Linked DNA regions of Mus musculus: regions 1, 2, 4 and 5 are each linked to region 3. Evidence: chromatin contacts called from public promoter capture Hi-C data. All regions are on one chromosome and are shown on one strand. Each heading gives the region's core, a stretch centred on a gene start, on an enhancer-like site or on the middle of the called end of the contact. The rest is flanking DNA. Distances are from core to core; before and after follow the strand shown. Region 1 holds the start of Bend6 (BEN domain containing 6). Region 2 holds the start of 1700001G17Rik (RIKEN cDNA 1700001G17 gene). Region 3 holds the start of Ptpn18 (protein tyrosine phosphatase, non-receptor type 18). Region 4 holds the start of Zfp451 (zinc finger protein 451). Region 5 holds the start of Bag2 (BCL2-associated athanogene 2).

Region 1 (2,700 bases), core at 10-2,509, 550 kb after region 3:
GGCATATTGGGGCGGGGCGGAGAGAGTATTGGACCATCTGTCTCTAAGGTGATTTCTCTGCAAGAAGTTCCAGCAAAGTTGGGAGAGGGGAGCCCATATCATCACGCCTTACTTTTTTATTCCTAAGCTCCAGCAAAGGCTTGGCAAAGATACGAGTACCTCAGCCCAGGACTCCCCTACAATTACCTTCTGGGCTCTAGCAAACTGACCCTAAGAATCGGAGCCTGATCCTTCCTTCCAGGACCTCCGAATCTCCGTGGTTATCCAAACCTGGTGACTCAGAGGATGGAGGTGAGGCCAAAGGGCCAGGGCGCGTTAAATAAATAAATGCACTTAGCTTGAGGAGTGGGCACTGAGTGGGCAGAAGAGGCAGAGAAGGCTTGAACCTCGCTTCTGCCCAGAAGAACCCAGCGGCGGCGTGTCTTACCTCTGCTTCTGGAACGACCCGAAAAGACCGATTTCATCGGATGTCTCCCTTTCTGGAGCTTGCGGTGCCAGCAGCAGAAGAAGACGATGGTGGCGACGGTGCCCAGCAGGAGCAACAAGAGGAAGAGAGCACATTGGATGCTGTAGGGTCTCAGCAAAACGAGGAAAGCGGCGGCGATCATGGTGCGGGCGAGGCGGGGGGCCGTGCGGCGCGGGGCTAAGGCTGCAGAGCGCGCGGGGCGCGGGGCGCGGGACGCGGGGCGGGCGCGGCGGACAGGGGCGAGCGCGGCTCAGCGCGTCAAGCCCGGCGCTCGCGGCCCCGCGCGCGGCCCAATGGCTGCACACCCCGCGCCGGCCCCGGAACGACTGATGGAGAGCAGCGGGCAGCTCTCGCCATGACTCAGCACGCGGCGCAGCGGCGAGAGCCGCGCCCCTCCCTCCGCAGGCGCCCCAGCCCGCGCGCAGCTCTCGGGCTCAGCCCCGCCCGGGACGCAGCCGGCTGGGAGCATCATCGGGTGGCCGCCCGGGGCCTCGGCGTCCTGAAGCCGGCGCACGTGGGGCGGGACGGGGCGCGGCGAGCCGGCGGGGGGCTCGGTGGGTGACGTCACGGGCTGCGGCGGCAGCGGCGGCGCGGGTGCGGGCGCGCGCGCATGGCTGGGGCCGGGACCGAGCGGCGCGCGCCCTCCAGCAGGTCGGTTCGGTGCGCGCGCGGCCCGCCAGGCCACGCGCCGGGCGGCGGTGCGCGGGGACCCCCGGGTTTCGCCTGTGTAAGCCTCCGCGGACCTTCTGCTGGAGGCCGACGTCAGGGGGCGCCAAGGAGCCGGGGGGAACCCGGGCTCCCGCCTCCCTGAGCCCGCCCGGAGGCTGGGGCTCGGAGGATGCAGCAGGGTGAGCTATTTGGTTTGGGGGCGGGGGTAGTCCCTGCGCATGGAGGCGCGAGCACCTGGAAGGGCCATCTCCAAGCTGGTCCAATCTTAGGAAAGGCGGCACGCCGCGGTCTGCAGGCTTGCACCCTACCACCCCCAAACTTGGTGCTGATTCTCAGCCCAGACGTGAGCTCTGCCACGGTCAAAGAACCCTGATTCATTTATTGGCTTTGTAGGGAGAGGTGATTTTAGATGTAAGGATCTGACATGATGAAGGATGAAGGAAGTTGGTGATTGATTGGCCTGTAGATACTGCAGGAGAAATTTTTAGGCACTGTCAGACAACGGCGATCGGTCACACTCGGGTACACACCCTTCTCCCCTTTGCCGTTTTTTTCCAGCTTCCCTTACATTCCGTTACAATCCGCAAAAACTGTATCGCAGTTGTGGGCTGGACACTTGACAGTGATCGCTGATTCGGTGCCAACGAAGAAGGCAAGGCGTGAGCGCTGCGGTGTGCTCTTTTGCGGAGGGCCTCTGCCACCTGGCGAGAAAGCCAAAGCTGCAGTGGCCGCCTGCAGCGTGTTGCGGCCTTAGCGGGCCAGTGCAGTGCTCTGCCCTGCTTGCCCCTAAGGCAAACTGGCTTTCCCTGTGGGAGTTGGATGATTTGTTTTCTTTCATTGACTTGTATTTTTTAAATTAACTATATGACATATGACAAATGAAATATTACATTTGTGCAATTTCTAGTAACTGGCTTGAAACTAAATAATTCGTAAAATTCCAAAAGTCAATTGAAGAATCGATAGGAATGTGTGTATTGTTGTCTAACTATATGAAACCAACTGTTCAGTTCTGCAAAAATGTGTAGCCATTAGTGACTGATAGGTGAATGATGTATTATCAAGTGTGAGCATTAAAAGAAATGCGGAAAGATGTTGCTTAGCCCTGATGCCAGGTTCATAAGCACGGAAAGCACAGGAAAATGTGCTCTTATTTGCATGTTGGCCTCCTAAAACAAATACAGATTGCTATTATATGCCACTCATTCTGTTGTTTGAGGCTGAGGATGGAAAGCACCTTGCTTGCCGACACTGAGGAAGGTGAGACTCTTGACTGTCAGACTGCGGGGAGCACTGGGTGCCAAACAGGCTTCACGGGTCCCTGGCAGTCAGCAGAGCTGTCTGGAACTTCTGCATCCCGTGCACAGAGCTGAAGGGCTCCTGACACTGCAGCCCACTGCAGTAAGAAACTGTATTCCTATCTGCTATGCAGGGGGGCGGGGGGGGGGGGTTGAAGAGAATCCCGAGATCTTGCAAAGTGTGGTACACCGCGAAAGGAAGAACCCAGCACGCTGAGCAGGGCACCGGAGGGTCGTTTTATACTGGACCAGAGTAACCTTCTGCAA
Region 2 (2,700 bases), core at 34-2,533, 790 kb after region 3:
CGCCCAGCTTTATGTTTTTATATATTCAGATATTTAGTTTTGTTTTCTTTTTATTCTTTGTGATTTCACTTAAATTTCCATGGTGTCCTCATTCTAATCACGGTATCTCTCCTTCTGTGCTTCAGCCCCCCCCCCCCCCCACACACACACACAAGGCAGTTAATATATTTTAGGAGTGTCTATGGATTTGGTGATGATAATTGTATATAGGCCACAGAGGAGAAGTGAGTACCCTACTGTCATACGAAAGAAATCAGGCCAGTGAGGTTGGCAGAATGGAGTCCCCTGTCAGGAATCCTTTGGAAGTCACCGTTCTTTTATGTGTAAATTGGGGCTAATTAACTAGAGTCTGTTTTGTGTGGCTTGAGAATAAAAATTGACAGATAAACAGGTTCCGTTTCAAGGGACAGCCGCCGATTTAGTCTATCTTAGGTGGGTACTTTGAGGCTTCAAAGTACTAGGATATACTATGCATTTCTAAACCCGACCACTCCCAGCCCCATCCCAGAGCTTGTGGGTGGCTTTTGTAGGGGGACACGCCGCCTCGAACACACTGTAGACCGCAGCGGCCGTCCAGGCTCTTAGGACGCCACCTAGCTGGCCTCGCTGTGGTCCCGGAGCGCTTTTTGCTAAGTCCTGCAGGTTCCTCCGCTCCCCGAAGTCTATGCTCGCTCGCGTGTTCCCTGGCGAGCATCGCGCGGGGACGAGCAAACCGACGTCATTCTTACAGCTCTTTTCTCGTCCGGAAGATGAAGGCAGCGTTGCTAACAACGAGGAGGGACAGTCCTTGTGTCGTGGGCAAAGCGGACACGGCGGCTCCTTCCCACCTCCTGGAATGACAGAGGGGAGGCCACCCCCGGTAAAGCGCCCGCAAGCTTCCGGAGCCTCAGTTACCCTGACTCTGGCTGCAGCGCGGGAATGTTTGCCGTTTGCACTGCAGCCCCAAGCCCAAAGGCGTCTCCGCGCAGAGAGGGCACCTGGGGTTCTGGAAAACAAAAACAAAAAACCCAACAAAATCTCCATCACTTGCATTCAAGATATCTTAGGGCGGGTGTTGCGGCTCAGCCTAAGCCCAGCACTTGTGGGAGGTTGAGGCAGGAGGATCGCCACCAATTCCAAGTTAGCCTGGGCTTCGGTGCGAGACATGGTCTCAAAAGAACTCACATCCGTCAACAAAACAAAAAACAAAACCAGCATCAAAAAGTCGGTCGGCGTGCAAAACGCTCCAGACGCGCACTACCTTCAGTCGCTACCGCGCCACACCGCGGTGGGCGGGGCGCCAGGGGGTGGGACCTCTGCGCATCACTTCCGCTTCCCGTTCCAAATGAACTCTCCCGCCACTGGGAGAGAGCGGCTGTCAGCGCGGGTGTTTCTTTCAGCCTGGCTGCTGGCTGGTTAAACAATCTACTGCGGCTTTATTTGGGACGGAGAGAAGCCGTGGAGTTGGAAGCTTGTGAGCTGACCTGGTGGGACCGAGTGACAGGTGGTGTCGGGTCGGAGGGAGGCTCCGGGTGGGATGGCGGGGAGGGCGGCCCGGGAAGGCGCTGGGGCCGGAAGGGAAGTTAAGGCACTTTTGACTATTCTGGAAAGGCTGGATTCCAGAGTTAGAAGTACGAGAAGTAAGCCTCTCATCTAGGTAGAATCTACTTTGCTTTACCTTGATTTCAGGAATTTAACACCCCCCTCCCCTCAAACCTCATCTTGTCTTGGGTTCGCACATGCCTGAGGGTGGCAGGCAGCAACACTTAGTGATCACTCTTTGGCTTACAAGGGCCACCGTCTACATATACCCCAGTTTGAGCCCTTCCCACATTCGCCCCTGTTATTACAGATGTGTATAGAAAATCTAGACAACACAGCAGGGTCTAGGAATAATCCCTTTAAAAAAGTCTGTGCATCCAATATTTTGTGTTTCCATAAATATTTACTCTATTGACTCAGCCTTTTTCCGTCATTTTAACATATATATTGCGTTGCCACCTAAGCACTATATATTGCAATATATACTATATAACATATATATATAATTTATATAATATATAATATAAATATATATTTATATAATTTATTTCACTGCTTTCAAAAGGTGGTCAAGATGCAGTTCTCAGGAAGGATCCGGAAGAAGCTGCGATTGGCGGGTGACCAGAGAAATGCTAGTTACCCTCACAGCCTTCAGTTTTACCTGCAGCCGCCTACTGAAAACATATCGTTGACGGAGTTTGAAAACTTGGCTTTTGACAGAGTTAAATGTAAGTGGCATTTAAAGTCCAATGTTTGTGTCCTTGAGAAGTGCAGTTATCACACGATGAATAAAGGCAGTTCCTCTTTGTTCAGCAGCCCATTCAACATCCGTTGGTGATTTGCTGTTGAAGGTTTGTCATTCACTTCTTCACTGTAGTATGCACATTGAGTACTCTGCTTCCAGGTGGCAGGGACTTTGTAATGAGTAATGCAATTAAGGTCTATGTTGAAACTGTATTTGCTATGTGGAGACAGACGTGTAGAGTTAAAATCATACATCAGATTACTTTCTGCTTTGATAGAAGTAAATATTAATGCCCCTGGAGTGTAAAAGTGAGAATAACTAGCTTAGTCTACTTAAGGAAGGTTTCCTAGAGAAGTTGGAATTTGGTCTGGTTTCTGAAGAAATGAGCAGACAGTAGGGATTTCCCAGCAGAAGCAGTGAAGGGCTTTTCCAAA
Region 3 (2,741 bases), core at 233-2,732:
GCTGAAATCAAAGGTGTGTGCCATCATCACCCTGCTATAAATTTGGTTCTTATTAATGTTTGTTGTATCTGTTGTGGTGTTTGGTTGCTTTGTTGGGTTTTTGTTTGTTTGTTTTGCTTATTTAGTTAGTTGGGGTTATTTTTTTTGTTTGGTTGGTTTTTTTATTGTTTTAGAGACAAGGTCTTCCTACATATCCCTGGCTGTCCTGGAGTTCACTGTGTAGACCAGACTGACCTCAGACTTACAGTAACCTTCCTTTCCCTGCCTCCAAGTGCTAGGATTAAAGGCATGCACCACCACCAGAGTTTCACTGTTACTGGTTTACATATTGGCCTGTGTAAACTATCTTTTTCATTCTTTGAAACAATCTCCAGAGTATTCCAGAGTGGTCACAAAATTATGTAATTCAGGCTGGCCTTGAACTCATGGTTATCCCCCGGTTTTAGGCTACCAACTGCTAGAATTACAGGCATGTGCCACCATGCCAGGCTGTAAGTGATCATTTAATGTCACACTTATTTTTATATCATTGTCATTTACATTTCTAAGTTTGAGATAGTGTATTACGTATTTGGATCATGTCACTCTATTTAAAATACGTCATTACATGTTGTGTGCCATGGCTGTTGAGTGGCAGTAGCTCTCACAAGCTTGATTGGCCCGAGGTAACGTTTACAACCTTTGTAAACCATGTTAAAGGCAGGTGCATACAGTTAATATAGCCAGTGAATACCCAACGCGTGCTAGGTGCATCTACCCAAACCACCTAATTTTCAAACCGGCTTGTCTTTTATCATTCACAATTCAAAACAGGTGAAAATGAAGTCAGAGCTCCCAGGGCCACAGTTCTGAAAAGCCCTAGGATAGACTGGTAACGCGAAACCTAGGCTAGGCTACAAGTTTCCTCGTTCCTCTTTCTGCTGCCCCAAACCACTTCCTCCCTGGGATTACAAGGTGACCCAGGAGTGGCCCGGGTTGGGGACTCGAGTCCAGCGCAGGTGTGTTGCCTCCCTCCACGGCGGAAGCCACGGCCCCGCTAGGGAGAAGATTGCACCGGGAGCTCGACACCGACACCTGAGTGTGTCTGGCTCCTCCTAAACAGTAGCCGTCTTCACCCTCTGGGCACCTGTGGGCAAAGTGCGGAAGGCTGGGAGAGTCAGGGTGAGAGAAGTGCGGGAAGAGGAAAGCCGAGAGCAGGAGGGAGGAGACGCCCCGGGAGCTGAGAGGAAAAGGCAGAGCTTTCATATTGCACAGGTGGACAGCCGTGGGGAGCGCCTGGCTGCGAAGCTTGATGGCTGGAGTGTCACTCACGCTGAACTCACGAGCGAGGATTGCCCCCTCCCGGTAGTCCCGGGCCTCCAGCTGCTCCAAGAAGCTCCTCACCAAGTCCGTATGGCGACTCATGCTGCGACCCGCTCTGAGGTCTCCCACAAGGAGTGATCCGACTCCGAGAATTTAGCCACTGCGAGGTGGGGCCTCCATTCCAGCAGCCAATGAAGACCGGTAATTGGCAGGCTCCTCGGCCAATGGCACTAGGAGTTCACTCCGTTCGTCCCGCCCATAGGTGCTGGCTGCCACCGCAGCCGAACTGGCCGTCCAAGTAGCTGCGGGTCCCGCAATTCCCCACTGGCGCCTCGGGTGCTTCGGCTGCCGTGAAGCTGGTGGAGTCCGCACGGAACGCTCAGTCCCATTGGCCTTTCCAGGGGGATGGCTGCGCTCTCAATCTCGCAGGCCGGGTTCCCAAGGTTGCTCCGGAGTCCTGCGAGCGCTGAGGTTCACAGTCGTGCGACAGCGGAATATGAGAGAGGTCGGGGACTTCGAATAAATATATTCCCTGCACTTTGCTCTGGGAAAAGGCCTATTTCTGAGGGTAGGGGGTGTGATTTCACTTTTGGAACCTGCTGGAAAAGCGGGGACACCAGGATTCAGTCCTAACTTGTGGATCTTAACCCATACCCCTCAGGGAGGAAGAGACTAGAGAGGCATTGGGAGGAAAAGTGGTCTCAACACTCACTCCGTCCCCCTTCAGGAGTTTGAAGAAGATCTTATGCTGAAGCTCCTGGGGTCCTGGAGACTAAAGACTGGAGAAGAGCCGTGCTAAGGTTTGTAGCTGAATTGGTAGAGTGCCTGTCCCAGCATTCACAAGGTGGAGGCAAGAAAATCAGAAAGTCAAGGTCACCCTAGCTTACATTGTGAATTCAAAGTTAGCTTGTGATGAAATCCTGTCTCAAAGTTAAAAAAAAAAATGGAAGAAAGGAAGGAAGGAAGGAAGGGAGAGAGAGAGAGAGAGAGAGAGAGAGAGAAAGGAAAATGTTTTAATGATGGTGGAATGGTTCAGTAGGTAAATGCCTTGCCACTAAATAAACATGACAACCTGGATTTGATACCTAGGACCCACATGGTGGAAGGAGAAAATCGACTCCAGAGTGTTGTCCTTGGACAACTACACAGGCTCTATAGTGAGGGTGTATCTCCCTACACACAAAAGAAAATAAAAGGGGGTTCTTTCCAAAACAGGCTTCAGCAGATGGAGTAGCACCACCTGCAAGGGAACCAAAGAATTTCAAGCATTGCCAACTCTCTGTTGAGGGAGGGCTCTGAGGAGATCCGTTTGGGGTCGTGTGCAAAAGTAGGGCTAAGGCGAATTGAAAGTGCTTTAAGCATGCTGAGCGGAGCGGTGGTGGCACACGCCTTTAACCCCAGCACTTGGGAGGCAGAAGCAGGTGGATTTCTGAGTTCGA
Region 4 (2,725 bases), core at 221-2,720, 650 kb after region 3:
ATTCTACAATGAAACTGCTGGCTTTTCAGAAATCTCTCTGTGTCATTCTTCCAAGCCAGTCTACCTTTTTCTTTAGCTCCTCCAAACCCAAGAGGGCTCCTTAGCTTCTTTCCTAGAATACTGTTTTACCTGTGTCCTGCCAGCTGCTTCTCTGTTGTTCCTGCAAGCCCAATCTCTGACCCCAGACAAGGGGGAAGAGAAGGGAGGGGGAGAGGGAAAAGGAGAGGAGGAGGGGAAGAGAGAGAGAGAGAGAGAGAGAGAGAGAGAGAGAGAGAGCTCTATCACAGGTCCAATTTTCAATTTTGCTTATATAAAAAGTATCTCCTCCCCTAAACCCTACACAGGCTCCAACCCTGTCAGTAAGGTCTGAACCATTTTACATTCACAGAAGGGTAGCTAGCGGCAACTGACAAAGGAAATATCTATTTAACCTTTTTTGTTTGTTTTTTGGTACAGGGTTTCTTTTTGTTTTTTTGTTTTTTTTTTTTTTTGAGACAGGGTTTCTCTGTGTATTCCTGGCTGTCTTGGAACTCTCTCTGTAGACCAGGCTGGCCTTGAACTCAGAAATCCGACTGCCTCTGCCTCCCAAGTGCTGGGATTAAAGGCGTGCGCCACCACCGGCCCGGCTCGGTTTTATTTTATAAGAGTCCAAGTGTATCTTGAAAAATTACATTATACCCCTGGGATTTAGCTGCTTTTACTTTCCCGCTGAACTCTGTACTCTAGTTTTACTCCTTGCTCCTCTCTCTGGTCCTTGAGTGAGACTGAATATTTACTAGCACCGGGAGATAGAAAACATGAGAGAGATTGAGTAGCTCAAGTGCTTCAGGTCTTGGACTTCACTTAAACCTATCCATCCATCTATCGATCCATCCTTCCTTCTGGCCCGAAACAAAGACCACTGAGCATTGCTTTCATAGCAGTATGATCACTAAAGGTCTGAAAGGGTTAACTGACATTACTAGGACTGTTTTGCCCACACCTCTGTGTTCCACTCTCCAAGTAATTAACCTATCAACTCAACCTAGCCTGAAAAGAACAAGGGAGAAACAGGAAAGGCTAGGGGCAGCCCTCTGGAACCTTATCAGTAATGCTACTTTTAGTTTACAGGAACCTGTGGACAACAAGGAAGCCCCTTTGTGAGACTTCTGCGAGAATTAATGACCTCTCAGGAATGCCATATATAAGCTCTTGCCCTTGCTTTGCCAAGATGTAATTGGGAGGAAAAAGTCTTCCATGTTTTCATCTGCCTTGCTTGTTGCCAGTGGGGCTCTTTTCCTGTCAGTGTCTCTAAGTGAAAGGCGGCAGCGGAACGAGAATTGGCGTGGACTCAAAACTACATCAAGACCCTCACCACCTCCTCCTGCCATCTTCCGGAGATGCAGATGAGCGCCGAGCTCCGGATCCTCGCCACCTTTCCCCGCCACGCGGTCGTCAGCCTCGAGACCGGCGGAAACTACGACTCCCAGAATCCCTCGCGGGGCGGGAGGAAGGCGGGGAGCGTACAAAGCGGCGCTGGAAGCTAGCGGCAGTGAGGCCGCGCTTGGGGTCCGGCAGCTTGGCGTCCCCGCGGCCTGAGGCGTCAGCTGCGTGGGCGCTCACGCAGGGCGGGTCGCGCGGCGCCGGGCGAGAGGGAAGTCGTGGCGGCGGCGTCGGGAACAGCAGCGGCGGCGGCGGGAGCGTGGTGCTGACAGGCCGTGGGAGAAATGGGAGACCCAGGGCCGGAGGTGAGTGGTGGCGGCCCGGGCCTTGGCTCCGCCGAGCCCGACCCCGAAAGGTTTGGTTTGTCTTCTCAGCTTTGGGCTCAGCCGGGCGGCGGCCTCGGGCGAGTGCGGGGCCTCCGGGCCTGGTGCACGTCTGCGTGGAGTCCTCAACAATGGCGGTCCGGCCGCCCCCAGCCCCTGGCCGCCCTAGCCGAAGCAGCCGCAGCCCCGAGGGTGAGAAGGGCTTGGAGGCAGGCTGGCCTTGTACTTGAAGCCTGCATCCCCGACCCCGGGGGTTTAGAGCCTGCATCCCTGCCCCTGTAAGAGGCGGGGAGGGGAATTGTGGCAGCTCGCCTGGGAAGCTAGGTCTCTGCAGCTCCAAGACGGCTTAGCACGCCCGGCCTCCTCCATGCAGTTCCCTGGGCTGGATTTCCGCTTGGTCCTGCTGCTTCCCCTCAGGGGCTTTTGTCTTTAATCGATCCTTTTGGGGAGAATTTCTTCCTGCGATCTTGTGGCTGAATCGATAAGCGTGTTTTGGCTTTTGTTTATAGATAATAGAATCTGTCCCACCAGCTGGGCCCGAGGCATCAGAGTCTACCACGGATGAAAACGAAGATGACATTCAGTTTGTTAGTGTAAGTAGAGACAGACAATCGCGGTTTGCTGGAGTGAAGTGTGGTAAGCCATTGTATGATTAAGCCCCACCAGACAGGCAGTCATCACTCAACAGACTCAACAGATAGTCATGAATGGCGAATAGCTGTCGCACACTGATGCTGGGGACTTTCACCCTAAGGGATACCTCAGTGCTTGGGGCTACCTGAACAATTGGAGTAGGCATCCGAATTGTTTTGTGCTTCCTGGTACTGCCCAGGGCTTAACTTCTGTCCAAGAAAGAAGACACACAGGACTAGTTAATGCCAGGAGGTTGGAAGTAAGGCCTGCAAAGAACATTGCATCTTAGCATGATGTATCCTCTAATCGCTGAGGACTTCCCTAACGTCTGAGGTCATCTTGTTACA
Region 5 (2,751 bases), core at 189-2,688, 700 kb after region 3:
AAGCTCTCCACAAGCTCAGGTAGCACTGAGGGATTTTTTTTTTTTTTCTTTCAGGAATCCTGTACATATTCATGAAGGAACATGCCTATTCCAAAGCATGCTCAGTTTAAAGTCATAATTTATATAAGGAAAAGAGCATAGGCGTGTCATTAGACAGGAGCATATCCGTAGTAACTTAGACTGGAGATGCCTCTGTGCGTGTTCAACGTGTGGAGACATTTAAACAAACATATGAAGATCCCTGCCATTTTAGTTACTTTCCTACTGCTGTGATAAAACACCTCCACCAAGACAACTTGTAAAAGAAAGCATTTAATTGGACTTAGATACAGAGGGTCTGAGTCTATGATGGCTGCAGAGACATGTCCTGAGCACTCAGATCTCAAACCCAAGCAGAGGCAGAGAGACACTGGGAATAGCTTGGTCTTCTGAAACCTGCCCACGGGGAGTGATACACTTCCTTCAGCAAGGCCACACCCAGGCCTCCCCAGTGTTCAAGTGCTAGAGAGCACAGATGGCATCTCATTCAAACCACCACATCTGCCTGGCCTCGTTGCCAACCTAACAGAGCTATGTCTGCGGCCACTTTTATTTTTCCTTTGACACTTGCTGAAGCTACCCAGCCTAGCCTTGAATCCACCCTGGCCCACGTTACACAACTTGTCAGCCTCCAGAGGAGCATTAGACCTGAGACCTGCCCAAGTTCAGACTTTCAAGATGTCCACAAAATGTTCAGATTTCACGGTTGTATCGTGAGATGACAGTGTTTAATGAAGCCAAGATAATCCACCGTTTATTAGTATTAAGATGTGTTCGGGGTGTGGTGGGGACAGGATTAGAAACTGTACTTAAGGGGCTTGTCTCTGTTCAGTAATCTAATGGCTTTGAGTTCTGGGTAAAGGATGTAAATGTACTTTGTTTCCCATTTTCTGTACCCTGTACACTGAGAGGACAAAACACAACTTTAAGATGCGGCTTCGTATTTCAGACCTACTGACCTCTGCAGCTTCTGACATCTAAGCCTACTGAATATCATTCGCAGAGGGTTTAAACAAGTTATGTGTGATAGTAATAATCCTTTCATTGGAAAGGGGAGACAACACGGATCCACTTGGCTTCTCCTTATTTGGAGCCTGTGGTCTAGGCTTTCCCTGTCCTCTCCCGAGCCTGCCTGGTCACCGGACAGGTCGAACAAGTAGAGACTGCCCTAGGGTGCACTGGATTGTCTCCTCTTCTCACGGGCTGCACCCACTTCGTCCTTGCTGTGAACCGTGGGTGCTGGGAGGACCGGCCGAGGCCCTGGGCGCCGGGGCAGGGTCCCCCACCCTGGCGTGCCCGCGGCTGCGACCGCGCCTGCCCTTGTTTGGCCGCACGGCCTCGGGGGTGGAGAGCCGGGGAGGTGGGGGCGGTGCCGTCCGCGTCAGCGGCGCCCGTGGTGACGGCGACGTGCGGCTCGCGCCACTGCTGCCCGCGGACGCCGAGGACCCCCGGAGCTCATGGCCCAGGCGAAGATCAGCGCCAAGGCCCACGAGGGCCGCTTCTGCCGCTCGTCTTCCATGGCCGACCGCTCCAGCCGCCTGCTGGAGAGTCTGGACCAGCTGGAGCTCAGGTGAGGGCCGCGGGGCGCGCACAGGGGCGAGCGCGGGCGGGGGCGCGCTCCGGTTGGGCTCCCCTCCCCCGGCCCGGCAGACTGGCGAGCGAGTGCGGCTTGCAGAACTTCCAGAATCTTCTGCGCGGTCCCCCTCTGCCTTTAACTTTTCTGCTTCCAGGAGGGAGGCAGCAGGTTGGTGTGCCCCCCCCCCCCTCACCCCACACTGGAGTAAGTTTCTTTGCCCCAGATCACTTCATAGTAATACAAGTGTAAGGGAGGGGGGGGTGGTAGTATCCAGGACGGCCCCTCCTGGGGATCATCGAGAATCGGACTCATGAGAGACCGCGCGAGGTACACCGAAGTTGGATACCATCCTTCATTCTCTCAACCACGTGCAATGCCCTCTGCAGTCTGTCCGTGTTTGTTGTACATTTAGAAGACACGGCTGACACCTTGGAAGTGCCAATCGCAGGCCCGAAAACACCAAAGGCAGGAGTCACACTCTCCCTAAGATTCTGACACGGGGACAGCCTTGTCGTAAAATTTCTAACTCATGAATACTACTAACGAATGCTGTGAACACTTGGTTGGCTTTAACCACGTGAGCCTTATGTATCTGGTGGAAATGTTAATGTCTTCAAAGTTGTGCAAGTTTTGATCATGTGCAGGTGTTCCATGAAAATCTTATCAAGATGCCCTGACACACACGTTGTTCCCTAGTTTTCTCCGGGTTCTGCGTAAGCAGAACACTATGACCCAAAATTATAAGAGGGAGATGAATCTCCCTCCACGCAGCCACCAAACACAGGGAAGTGTGTCTGCACAGGAAAAAAAAAATGCAAGCAGTGTTCGTTACACGGGAGGCGCTCATTACTGTTACTATTAGGAGAAAAGAGCCAGAAGGTGAGAAAACTTTCACTGACTGTGGAGTAGCCACAAAAGAAACCTGAACCCTATATCCCCCAACTCCGGGAGACAAAGGGACCTGCGCTGTGAAAGGGGGCGAGAATGTTTCCTTGTGCGAGGTAGGCTCTAACCTTTGACAGTATATTCCCAACTGCTCCGATTTTTTTTCTTGAAAGGGTTCAGGAAGTTGTGACTCTTCAAGCTGAGTCATTGTTCTGAACCTTTACTTAATCAAGCCTGTGTGCCGAGTCCTT

Evidence for each region. Promoter capture Hi-C pulls out the DNA fragments that hold promoters and counts their contacts. Capture Hi-C pulls out chosen DNA fragments and counts their contacts.
Region 1: a contact with region 3 is called in a promoter capture Hi-C map of stem cell-derived epiblast-like cells, with 2.3 times the contacts expected there. The contact joins the promoter of Bend6 here to the promoter of Ptpn18 in region 3. A contact is called at or near these places in 6 of 39 promoter capture datasets (cranial neural crest, embryonic stem cells, liver and 2 more) and 1 of 484 Hi-C or Micro-C datasets (embryonic stem cells).
Region 2: a contact with region 3 is called in a promoter capture Hi-C map of stem cell-derived epiblast-like cells, with 4 times the contacts expected there. The contact joins the promoter of 1700001G17Rik here to the promoter of Ptpn18 in region 3. A contact is called at or near these places in 3 of 39 promoter capture datasets (embryonic stem cells, pre-B cells and stem cell-derived epiblast-like cells).
Region 4: a promoter capture Hi-C map of adipose tissue shows a contact between it and region 3, with 2.0 times the contacts expected there. The contact joins the promoter of Zfp451 here to the promoter of Ptpn18 in region 3. A contact is called at or near these places in 2 of 39 promoter capture datasets (cranial neural crest and embryonic stem cells), 3 of 115 datasets of contacts at active chromatin or transcription factors (bone marrow-derived macrophages, embryonic stem cells and memory CD8 T cells) and 2 of 9 other capture datasets (adipose tissue and embryonic stem cells).
Region 5: a promoter capture Hi-C map of stem cell-derived epiblast-like cells shows a contact between it and region 3, with 2.6 times the contacts expected there. The contact joins the promoter of Bag2 here to the promoter of Ptpn18 in region 3. A contact is called at or near these places in 2 of 39 promoter capture datasets (pre-B cells and stem cell-derived epiblast-like cells) and 1 of 115 datasets of contacts at active chromatin or transcription factors (bone marrow-derived macrophages).

Annotation. Positions count from the first base shown.
Region 1 is chr1:33,906,180-33,908,879 of GRCm38.p6, reverse strand. It overlaps Bend6 (BEN domain containing 6), which reads left to right and starts at 1,259. Exons shown (of 7, transcript NM_177235.3): 1 at 1,259-1,314. It overlaps Dst (dystonin), which reads right to left and starts at 655. Exons shown (of 103, transcript NM_001276764.1): 1 at 428-655. The coding sequence starts at 608.
Region 2 is chr1:33,668,407-33,671,106 of GRCm38.p6, reverse strand. It overlaps 1700001G17Rik (RIKEN cDNA 1700001G17 gene), which reads right to left and starts at 1,283. Exons shown (of 1, transcript NR_033199.2): 1 at 395-1,283. Prim2 (DNA primase, p58 subunit) reads left to right here and starts at 1,313. Exons shown (of 14, transcript NM_008922.2): 1 at 1,313-1,483; 2 at 2,087-2,249. The coding sequence starts at 2,096.
Region 3 is chr1:34,458,487-34,461,227 of GRCm38.p6, reverse strand. Ptpn18 (protein tyrosine phosphatase, non-receptor type 18) reads right to left here and starts at 1,482. Exons shown (of 15, transcript NM_011206.2): 1 at 1,312-1,482. The coding sequence starts at 1,404. Gm32504 (a long non-coding RNA gene) reads left to right here and starts at 193. Exons shown (of 4, transcript XR_373299.3): 1 at 193-1,469; 2 at 1,565-1,807; 3 at 1,964-2,741.
Region 4 is chr1:33,813,340-33,816,064 of GRCm38.p6, reverse strand. Zfp451 (zinc finger protein 451) reads left to right here and starts at 1,470. Exons shown (of 15, transcript NM_133817.3): 1 at 1,470-1,727; 2 at 2,255-2,338. The coding sequence starts at 1,707.
Region 5 is chr1:33,756,437-33,759,187 of GRCm38.p6, reverse strand. It overlaps Bag2 (BCL2-associated athanogene 2), which reads left to right and starts at 1,438. Exons shown (of 3, transcript NM_145392.2): 1 at 1,438-1,609. The coding sequence starts at 1,497.